Regions from separate parts of the Muntiacus reevesi genome. Here region 1 is linked to region 2. The links are chromatin contacts, called in public Hi-C maps. All regions are on one chromosome and are shown on one strand. The core of a region is the stretch at or near the end of the contact, and the rest is flanking DNA. Distances in the headings are between cores, read along the strand shown. Region 1 holds the start of SARS2 (seryl-tRNA synthetase 2, mitochondrial). Region 2 holds the start of EIF3K (eukaryotic translation initiation factor 3 subunit K).

Region 1 (5,789 bases), core at 2,179-4,678, 250 kb after region 2:
AGCCATACCTGAAGCCAATATTTTTAGTTTTATGAATCAACAGAGTGCCTGTTGCTATTTTTCTTATTCCTACTTGAGTTATGTTTTCCATTACATACAATGGAGACTTGATGAGCAATAACGGTTATCTGTGCTGCCCACCCCGGAACAGGGACAGGATATCAACTCCCTGTAGTACCTGCTGCACTTGATTGTTGTCCCGGTTTACCTGGTAGAAAAGAGATGAGGAGGTGATTAGAGTGATGATGCTGGGGATGAGGGGGTGGGGAAAGAGAGGTGAAAGTTCAGGGCTAGGGGATCTGAATTCCTTGCCCTGCCAACGCCTGGCTGGACCCTCCTCCACTCTGTACCTCAGTTTCTCTATCAGTAAAACTGGGAGGAGGCAAGATAACATAATAGCGATCACACCCTGTAGCTCAGTTTAGTGCGGCCTCATGTCTAGCCATGTGCAGACGACTCTCAGATGATCCTTTTTCTTCATAAACCCCACCATGAGGGTCTTATCAATGTGATTCCCATTTTGTTGACGAGAAAACTGAGACTCGGAAAGGTGAAGTCTGTGAGCATGCATATGGAGACCTGACACCAACGGTCTTTGATACTCTGAACCTTCTGTGGTCCTGAGCACCAGGGAATGCAGCAGAACTGGGTCTGAAAGTTGGGTGCCAACCAGACTGTGCTGTTGGGCAAATCTCTTCCCCTCTCCAAGCTCTGGTCCTGGTCTGTGAAATGGGCTGAGAGCAGGAGCTCCCTGGTCGGGTTGTTGCATGGTGTACCCAGGATGATGAGCTAGGGACTTCCCTGGTGGTCCAGTGGTTAAGAAGCAGCCCCAGGGATGCCTGGCCCTGGACAGTTGTGGTGCGAGACGATGAATGTCCATATCCTTCAAACTCCTGAAATTGGGTTTCCTGTTACCTGTAGCCAGAGGTATCCTGCTGCCAGCCCCGCACCTGCCCAGAACCCCTGCACTCACCACCAGGGCCCGCACTGACTCAGTCACAGCCCCCTTCTCCTCCTCCAGACTCTGGATCTGTTCCCGCAGCTGCCTCAGCTCCTGCCATGTCGAGATCTGGGATAAAATATACATAGAACTTACCACATTAACTGTTTTTTAAGTGTACATTTCAGTGGCATTAAATACGTTTATATTGTGCTATCATCACAACTACCCACCTCTGGAACTACTGAACCTTCCCAAACTGAAACTCTGTGCCCATTAGACATTCCTCCCTCCCCCTGCCCCTGGCAACTACCATTCTACATTCTGTCTCTGTGGATTTGACTGAGACAAATCCAGAAGCCTCACAGAACTGGAATCACACAGTGTTTGCCCTTTTGCGAATGGCTTACTTCACCTAGCATAAGCTCTTTAAGGTAAATCCATTTGGAGTATGGGCTTCCCAGGTGGCTCAGTGCTAAAGAATCCACCTGCCAATGCAGGAAACAGAGGAGACACAAGGGTGAGGAAGATCCCCTGGAGGAGGAAATGGCAACCCCCTCTGGTGTTCTTGCTGGAAAATCTCATGGACGGAGGAAGCTGGCAGGCTACAGTCCATGGAGTTGCAAAGAGGCAGACATGATTGACCAACTGAGCACTCACACTGTAGCATGTGTCAGAATTTCCTTCCTTTTTAAGGCTGAATATTATTCCATTGCAAGTATTTACCATATTTTCTTTTACAAGATTCTTTTTGATGTGGACCATTTTTAAAGTCTTTATTTTATTGGTTACAGTATTGCTTCTGTTTCACATTTTGGTTTTTTGGCCTCAGTGCTTGTGGGGTCTTAGCTTCCTGGCCAAGGATCGAACCTGCATCCCCTGCTTTGGAACATGAAGTCTTAACCACTGGATTACCAGGGAAGTCCCTACCACATTTTCTTTATCCATTCATTGATCAGTGGACACTTGGGTTGCTTCCACCTTTTGGTCACTGTGAATAATGCTGCTATAAACATGGACATTCAGGTATCTGCTTGAGTCCCTGCTTTTCTTTTCTTTTTTTATGGGGGGGGGGGGTATATACTCAGAAGTGGGATTTCTGGATTACATGGTAATTCTAATTTTTTTAGGAACTGCCATATGCGTATTTCTTTTTAAAATTAACTTCTCTGAGCCTTAGTTTCCCCTCTGGAAAAATTGTGGAAACAATGGCACCCATCTCACAGGGGTGCTGTGGAACTTAAAGGAGACTCATCTGTATAAAGCACTTATACTAGATTGGATGTATGGGGTGGGGGGTGGTCCAAGAGAGGGCTGGGAGGATTTGGGGTCCCTATCACCTTCAGCACTTCAGCAGGGTCTAGAAATATGGTAATTCCAGTCCTAGTTCACCAGCATGTAGTATTATGTAAGTGCTGGCTTTATCATTAGTAGTAGCAGTATGAATATGTGTGTGTGTTAGTCGCTTAGTTGTGTCCAACTCTTTGCGATGCTATGGACTGTAGCCCGCCAGGCTCTTCTGTCCATGGAATTCTCCAGGCAGGAATACTGGAGTGGGTAGCCTTGCCCTTCTCCAGGGAATCTTCCCGACCTAGGGATTGAACCCGGGTCTCCTCCATTACAGGCAGATTCTTTACCGTCTGAACCACCAGGGAAGCCCAGTAGTATGAATATTAATATTCACTGCCTTATTCTCAACACCAGGTACAGAACATACACACGCCCTAAATATGTTCAAAAACACATTCGTTCATAAAACAACACCACTTAACTGCCTGATACCTGTGGGGTAAGTGCATAACTCTTCCTCTCACTCCCCAAAGGCAAGAGTCTCCCCTTACCCACTGATTCATATCCCTGTTCCCCGTTTTCCTTTGTGGCTTTACCATAAGCCTGGCAAGAGGTCTGAGCACAGAGGACGCGGGAAGACAGTAAGTTCCTAGGGCAGAGTGGGTACCCAGCACGTTTTATGGGCTAGGAGCATCATGGCTATATGGACAGTAGGGCCTTAGCACTCCGTGGTATCTGACACGTACTTAGGTGCCAGACACAACACATTGGCTAAACTGGGAAGGAATGAAAATTCTTGCGATCAGAACGCCCCCTGCTGGATAGTATCTTGTAAGCCCATTTCGTTCGTAAAGCGAACAGCCAATAGGCAAAGCGGACCGACCCCGCGGTGGTTGGACCGCGCAAGCGCACTCACGATGCCGGGCAGATCCTTCGACCGCAACTCCCCCTTGCGGAGCTCCAGCGCGCGCGCGGCATCTTCCGGGTATGCGCACAGTGGTTCCATATCCAGCTGAGGGAGCGCGCTGTAGCCCTCACGCGCGTGTTCGTACAGGAGGTTCCGGTCCCGTCTCTCCGTAGCGAAACTTCTCTTGAAGCTCTGGTTACAGACACAGCCTCCTCGAAGCCGCAGGCCCCGACCAGCCACTAGAGGCGCCAAGCGTCGCACTATGGACGCAGCCATCTTGGAAGGCGGACAAGGAGTCACGCACCCTTCGTCCCGCCCACTACGCACTTAGACCAATTACAAAGCTGCTGATTTGCTTGAGACTAGCCAATCAGACACTGGAAGGGCACCCCTTCCACGCCTCAAAAAAAACACAGTTCAATAAGAACAGTTGCCCGAGATTGACACTATCATTGTCCAATGGTCCTCTGTTTCCCGCTGTTTCAGTGTACACGAGAGGCAGAACCAGCCAATCACTGCCAGGGTAATCCCCAGATCGCGCTAGAGCGGTTTCTGCGTGTCGGCGGACCGGGCTAGGGTCGGTAAGGTCTACAGAGCTCGGGTTCTCCAAACCTCCGGAGTCTCCCCTCAGGTTCCCGTTTTCTTCTGTATGTGAGCAGGGACAGTTGGCTCCCCGAGAGCCTATTCAGTGCAAGCCTAAATTTACGGAGGGACTTTCTGTTAGCAGCGTTAGGGGTTGCGGTTATACGGTAGAGGAAATTGTTTAGATTTAACCGGAAAGCTAAATAGGGAGGGTTGGGGAGAATTTGGGCTTCCATTGTGGCTCAGCTGGTAAAGAAACCACCTGCAGTGTGGAACATCTAGGTTCGATCCTTAGGTTGGGAAGATCCCCTGGAGAAGGGAAAGGCTGCCCACTCTTGTATTCTGGCTTGGAGAATTCCATGGCTTGTATAGTCCATGGGGTCACAAAGAGTCGGACACTGAGTGATTTTCACTTCACCAAATAGTGAGAGCTGGGGAGAATTTGGACCCTACCCCAACGAAGGCCACTTTCTCTTACCCCCTAATACAGGGAGTCTGCAGGCGGTGGGATGTCTTGGTCCGGCCTTCTCCGTGGCCTTAGCACGTCCCTAAATTATGGTAAGTGGGGGGCTTGGGCCGCCCCTGGGTGGGAATTTGGCTCTTCACCTGACTGAGATGGAGGCTCTGAGCAGGGGAGGAGTGTGATCTGACCCAGGTGTCCACTGGATAACGTTGGCTGCGTGTGGGGAGCAGACAGTAGTAACAGGGAGACCTGGGAGGAGGGGGAGGACAGGAGAGTCCAGTGGGAATCAAGGGTAGACAGGACCAGGGTGGATGCTGTGGAGGAGGAAAGGGATTCCGATCAGCTGTGAAGGTTCAGTTGACAGAATCTGCTCATGGCGATGAGAGTGGGGTGACAGGAGGAGGAGTGACATGCTCAGAGACTGCCCCCCCCCCATAGGGTTGCTGTGGGGCGGTGTGTGTTAATGTAGATACGATGCATAGAACAGTACAGAATACAGTGTGAACCTGTGAGTTAACTCTTACGAAATGCTTAAAAAAGAACCTGACACCAGGTGATTGCTCCATAAATGTATTATTACTCTCAGCCATGAGTACCCCCAGCCATAAACAAATAGAGCCCCGTGAAGTGCTTGGAACGGCTCCTCGAACAAAAGAGCGAGTGGCTGATGCTATTATCTGTTCGCTGGGATAATAATCCCTCTTCCGCCCTCCTGGTTGTCTCTCCAGGCCTAGCTCTGGTCCCCCGGCCTTGGACCACGCGTCCCATGGCCACCCTGAACCAGCTACACCGTCGGGGCCCCCCGAAGTTTCCGCCTCCGAAACCAGGCCCGACGGAGGGCCGGCCACAGCTGAAGGGCGTGGTCCTGCGCACCTTTATCCGCAAGCCCAAGAAGCCCAACTCAGCCAACCGCAAGTGTTGCCGCGTGAGGCTCAGCACCGGCCGGGAGGCCGTCTGCTTCATCCCTGGAGAGGGCCACAGCCTGCAGGAGCACCACGTGGTCCTCGTACAGGGTGGCCGCACGCAGGACCTGCCGGGTGTCAAGCTCAAGGTCGTGCGCGGGAAGTACGACTGTGGCCACGTACAGAAGAAGAAGTAACTCTGGGGGACCCGGTGGGCGGGTGATCACGCAGAACTTTCTTTCCTTCGGTGCACCTGCAGCGCCCTCAGGAAGCAAGTCCAGCTCTAGAAGTAACTGGTCTGCGTTCAAAGCCCAGCCTAGTGGACCCCTGACCCTTGGGGTCCTGGGCACCCCTCTCCCAACACCCTTGGCTTCCATGCTGGCACCAGCAACTGCTTCTGCTGGGACGAGACTCTGTACTGCCATCTACTGGGGAGGTGTTGCAATAAAGACCCCCGCCCTCAAGGTTGTGACCTGAACCTTCTTACGTGGTATTCACCCTCTTTGCGGTCTTCGCACCTGGACATCCCCTCTGGCCTCAGTTTCCTTCACCAGAAAAAAATAGCTCCGCTGGCAGTATCCCCTCTGTTGGATTTGGTGAAGATTAAACCAGATGCTTTATGTGTATATGCTTTATGTGCAGGTGGGCTGCGCTGAGGTTCAGTTCCCCTTCCTTCAGGCCAAGAGCCTGGACATGAAAGCCCTC
Region 2 (5,503 bases), core at 1,016-3,515:
GGGCTCCTACCATAACGTTCTCTGTTGTCCCATGTTAACCTAGGAGACAGGGCAGAGACTTCACAGGTTGTGGAAATTCAGAGGGGACAGAGGAGCCCAGGATGCCGGGTCTGGGGGGCAGAGATCATTCCTGGGGCATCTGGGATATTCAAGGGTCAGGGAAATTAGGGGTTCATATTAAAGGAACAGAAAGTGAAACTGGGGGACCTGCAAGTCAGGACGATGATCAGTTTTAGGGGGACTTGGTTTCACATTTGGTTACCACGAAAGGATCAATTTGGTGAGAAATGGTAGTTATTCACTGGAGATGAGATTTGGAGGTGCTCTGATGAAACAAGTGGGACTTCAGGCTGAGGATCAAGTTAGGAGGCCCCAGTTAAAAATGGAGGTCCAGGATTAGAAGTTAGGTTGGGGGGGACCTGGTCAGGAATGGGAGTTGGGGGCAGGGGCTGGGCTGGGGGGCAGGGCAGGTCTGCAACTCATCACCAGAGATAACTCCCATGGTAGGCCACGATGTTGGCATGCCGACAAGTTTTCAAGATGAGGATTTCCTTCTGAAGGGTGGAAACATCATCGTCTGCGAGGAGGGGCAGAAGAGAAAAGGCTACTGCAGGGAGGGAGAATGGGGGAGATCCCAGGGTCCCAGGAGGTGGGGGTAGGGGAAGGAGTGCCTGCGTCCTGTCCTCACCAGGCTCCATCTTCACCATCTTCAATGCCACCAGGTCCCCTGTCACCTTCTCTCGAGCCTTGTAAAGGGGAAGTTGGCAGTCAGGCAGGCTCCATTTGCCCGAGTTCTTCCTCAGCATCCCTGAACCCAAGCGGAGGACTGGGACCCTCTCGCATCCCCATCCCTTCTTGGGGCTCACCCCCACGGTCACGGGTTTGAGGGTGTTGGAGAAGGAGGGGGGTTCCTCACCTTGAAGACTTCCCCATAGGTGCCGCCACCCAGCCGCTGCAGCAGGTCATAATGGTCCCGGGGGTCCCTGTTAAAGATGTCAGGGTCTACGAGGTCCATTCCTGGGGGCCGGAGCTGGGCCTGCGCCCAGGGGCCAGCAGGGCCTCAGGGCTCCGAATGCTGGCACCTCCCTCCCTCCCCACACGCCCTGCACCCGCCTTGCCTCCACCGGCTGTGGCCTCCCCTCTCCCCACTCTCGCTTCCTGCCCCGGCACAGCGCTGTGCAGCCGGCGGCTCCACCCCCTGTCCCCTGGGCCCTGACAGCCTGTGAGGGGCAGCTTGCCTTGGACCCAGGGGACCACCCCCCTCCACCTCCGGGGCCCTGGGCTGCATGTAAACCAGATGCAAACTATCTTCATTGTGACCTGGAGGGTGCCCTCACCCTCCCCCGTTCTGGGCAGCCACTAAAAACTACACTGCTGAATGCCGAGTGTTGGGCCACAGCCTGGAGATGGCAGGTCTACACCGGGATGACCATGCAGTGTACATTATTGTTCACCCGGGACACATACAGGCACTTAGTGGTAACTCCCAGTGAGGCGCGCAGGCCAGTCGACGTGCACACACCTGGATACCCATGTGCACGTATGTGGATGTACCCAGAGCATATACATATATGACACATGCATGTGCACTCATGCCTGCAGTAGACAGTATCTGAACACATAACTCAGGATGGCACATGCGGGGCGCTCGCCTTCACCAGCAAAACTGGAGCCTATGGGGACTGGGCGTGATCTGGCGGGGTCCACGAGCCCCTCCCTCCGCCCCTGCCGGGCTGAGCACAACAGCTTTGCGGGCCACTGCCCTCGGCGTTAGGGTGAGGTGTGGGGGACCAGGTTCACGACTTAAAACTGCGAAGCTCAGGATCCTGCCTCAGGGGCCAAGGCCTAGGGCCAAGGGGACCTCAGAGGGCGCCTTCTTCGGCACATGCCTACGGACCAAAAGGACTGTACTGATGGAACCCCAGCAGTTTTGAGTTCACAGCCGCGCGCAACGCGACGTGCGTGCACGCCGTCACGGATCAGCCTACTTCCCGGTGAGCCCGCGCTCACGCTCCAGGGACTATAACTGGATACGCGAGGCCCGGGAAAAGCTTAGCCCCGCCCCTTCTCCGCGAGAAGGCGCCTGCGCACTTGGTTAGACTAGGTCTTTTATCGCGCCGTAGCTTCTGCTCGAGTAGAGAGTATGCGCACGCGCTAACTGCGCCGGCTGGGAAGAAGTCACGCGGCAGCCGGAAAGCGTGGCAGCTGCCGCAAGACCCAAAGCACGATTCACCGCCCCCGGGGCTGGAGCGAAAACAATTACGTAGTTTCCGTTTCCACCAACTCTTCCTCTTCCGGTCCTCGAGGACGCTTTGCCGGCAGGGTCTTCGGCTGTAGCCCTGGTGTGGGAGGCGGGAGCCGTCATGGCGATGTTTGAGCAGATGAGAGCGAACGTGGGCAAATTGCTCAAGGGGATCGACAGGTCTGAGCCCGGTCGGAGAGAGCGTTTCTGGCCAAGACGGGTGGAGGAGAGGGTTTTCTGGAGTCAGCAAGAGATGGTCAGCATTCTGGGCTTGCCTAGGGGTGGGATTTTTTCAGTCATTTTGGAGCGGTTTAAGAGAACAGCATTGTATATAGGCCTAAAGGTAGGAGGTGGCCTTGCCTGCCGCTCAGTCCCTTTTAATTGCCTTAAGGCCGCCCTCTCTGCTTAACTTACCCTCTTTCAGCCCCCCGGTTTTCTCTCTGCTCCTCAGTCTCACTGAGCCTCTCAGCGCCTCTTTGTGGCTCCCCTTCCCCCCTTCATTTCACTCATCGAACACATGTTTACTAAAATCTACGCTGTGAATTCTGGGCAATGGTGCGGACCAGAGATAACCAAAGACAGCCACTGGCCATGCTTTCATGGAGTTTCTAGTTCAGACAAACCGAACGGTAGACAGTGATAGCCAGGAGTGGTCAAGGCGGTGATGGGGGAAGCACAGGTAGATTGGTGGGGGCTGGGATGGGGAAAATTAGGCAGGAGAGAATGGACTGGACCAGAGTGGAGTTTGGGGATAGGAGGAAGGGGTGGATATCAAAGATGTCCAGGAGACCAGATGTACAGGCTGCAAGGGCTGGTTGGCTGAGACATGGAGGAGGCATTTTTCAGAAAAGACCCAGGGCTCTTACGGGGTTTAGAGCTGGGGCTTAGGTCTGGGATATGGATAAGTTTCGTCAGAGGTTATAGAGCTGATTCAATATTTGAGTGGAGCAAGTGACCAGTGACAGAGGGAGGGAGGAAAGGAAGAGAAGGAGGAGCAGGCTACATTTTCCCCAACTCCCACCTCAAGGAGTGACTGGCTTCAGCTCTTGTCTCTCATCATCTCATCTTGTTTCTCTTCTAGGTACAACCCTGAGAACCTGGCCACCCTGGAGCGCTATGTGGAGACACAGGCCAAGGAGAATGCCTATGATCTGGAAGCCAACCTGGCTGTCCTGAAACTGTGAGTATCTGCCTCCATTCCCATCCCATGTTCCCATAGTCAGCAGCTTGCCACTCCCAGCACTGGGTGGGGTGGGAGTGAGGGGCAACCTGCAGGATGTGACTTCTCTCTTTTTTTAAAATTGGAGTATAGTTGATTTACAAAGTAATATTAGTTTTAGACGTACAATGTAGTGTTTGAGTATTTTTATAGATTATACTACATTTAGAGTTTATATAATGGGAGTTATAGCCCTTGTGCTGTTCACTGTGACTTTGTATCTTACTTGTTTTATATGTATTTTGTACCTTTTAATCCCCTTCCATTATCTTGCCTTTCCCCCACCCCATTCCCATCTATAACCACCACTTTGGTCTCTGTTTCTGTTCTGTTGCTTTCATTTTATTCTTTAGATTCTACATATAAATGAAAACATGTGGTATCTGCCTTTCCCTGTCTGACTTAACTTCACTAAGTGTAATATTCTCCAGGTCCATCCATGTTGTTGCCAAAGGCAAATTTTCATTCTTTCTCCTTTTTTTTAAATGGCTGAATAATAATCCATTGTGTGTATGTGTTTATATGTACCACATCTTCTTTATCCATTCATTTATCAATGGACACTTAGGTTGCTTCCAGATCTTGGCTCATGAAAATAATGCTGCTGTGAACATTGGGGTGCATGTATCATTTCAAATTAGTGTTTATTTTCTTTATTTATGTGTACACGCACACACACACACACACACCCCCACCCCCACCCACCCAGGTGTGGAATTGCTGGATCATATGGTAGTGCTAGTTTTAATTTTACGGGGAACCTCCCTACTGTTTTCCATGGTGGGTGCACCAGTTGACATCACACTATCAAGCATTCTCCTCCATATCCTTGTCGGTGTTTTGTTATTTGTTGTCTTCTTGTTGATAGCCAGTTTGTCATGTGTGTGATTCTGATTTGCATTTTCCTGATGCTTAGTGATGTTGAGCATCTTCTCATATGCCTCTTGGCCATCTCTGTGTCTTCTTTGGAAAAAAAAGTCTATTCAGAAGTTTCTGACAGGGTTTTTGGGGATTTTTGGTATTGAATTATATGAGCTCTTTATCTATTTTGTATAGGATGTGGATAGAATGTGCAAGTCTAGGGAGCCAGGAAGTAGGGGCAGGAGGAGGGATGGTTTTTGAAAACTTAGTTACAGGGGCTGCAGTCCAGCAGTTAAAACTCTGGCCTTCCACTGCAGGGGACACTAGTTAGATCCCTGGTTGGGGAACTAAGATCCTTGTGGTGCAACCAAAAAGTAAAAAAGAAAATAAAAATCATAGCAAAGCGTACATACCGGCTGCTACAGAAAGCGAATGTGTGGTTTAACGTGGAATTATAAATGAACACCTGTGTAATCACCATCCCAGTTGCAAAACGAGGGTTGCTGGCACCCCTGTCCTTTGTCCCATCTGTCTTGTGCCAACCACCCTGACCCTGGTGACCACTCCTAAGCTCTCATGACCTGGCTTTGTGTGAATTTACCACATGCTTGCAGACACATGTACACACATACACATTCTGATTCGCTTAGCTCAGATTTGCATGCTTTGAACTGAACGTAAGAGTAGCCGTACAATTGGAGCTCTTCCGCATCTGGCAGCTTGCACTCAGCCCTGGATTTGTGGGCTCCACACTTTTCCTGTGTGGCTGCAGTCTGTTGTTATTGCTGTGTAGTGTTCCATGTGGAACCAGGTCCTAATTATCTGTTACCCTGTCGGTGGATATTTGGTTTCTTCTCTCTAGATGCTTTATTGACACACCGTATTGTTCCTTGTTTTAGTCACTAAGTCATGTCCAACTCTTTTTCAACCCCATGAGCTGTAGCCTGCCAGGCTCCTCTTGTCCATGGGATTCTCCAGGCAAGAATACTGGAGTGGATTGCCATTTCCTTCTCCAGGGGATCTTCCCGAACCACGGATTGAACCTGTGTCTCCTGCATTGGCAAGAAGGTTCTTTACCACCGAGCCACCAGGGAAGCCCAACTACCAGCTTTGTAATGTTTAGAGCTCTCATGACCTCGATTTTGCCATCTGTAAGATGGAGACATCGTGTGTGTTGGTGA

Evidence for each region. Hi-C and Micro-C count contacts between places; a contact is called where the count stands out from the background.
Region 1: a contact with region 2 is called in a Hi-C map of muscle, with 5 times the contacts expected there. The contact joins the promoter of SARS2 here to the promoter of EIF3K in region 2. A contact is called at or near these places in 2 of 3 Hi-C or Micro-C datasets (blood and muscle).

Annotation. Positions count from the first base shown.
Region 1 is chr2:260,586,381-260,592,169 of mMunRee1.1, forward strand. It overlaps SARS2 (seryl-tRNA synthetase 2, mitochondrial), which reads right to left and starts at 3,429. Exons shown (of 17, transcript XM_065926055.1): 1 at 3,147-3,429; 2 at 974-1,069; 3 at 179-208. The coding sequence starts at 3,413. It overlaps MRPS12 (mitochondrial ribosomal protein S12), which reads left to right and starts at 3,643. Exons shown (of 3, transcript XM_065926060.1): 1 at 3,643-3,718; 2 at 4,210-4,277; 3 at 4,911-5,562. The coding sequence starts at 4,229. The coding sequence ends at 5,281. It overlaps LOC136161315 (F-box only protein 17), which reads right to left. Exons shown (of 7, transcript XM_065926059.1): 7 at 5,700-5,789.
Region 2 is chr2:260,341,255-260,346,757 of mMunRee1.1, forward strand. EIF3K (eukaryotic translation initiation factor 3 subunit K) reads left to right here and starts at 2,266. Exons shown (of 8, transcript XM_065926039.1): 1 at 2,266-2,422; 2 at 3,324-3,422. The coding sequence starts at 2,364. MAP4K1 (mitogen-activated protein kinase kinase kinase kinase 1) reads right to left here and starts at 1,086. Exons shown (of 31, transcript XM_065920573.1): 1 at 917-1,086; 2 at 689-746; 3 at 487-577. The coding sequence starts at 1,015.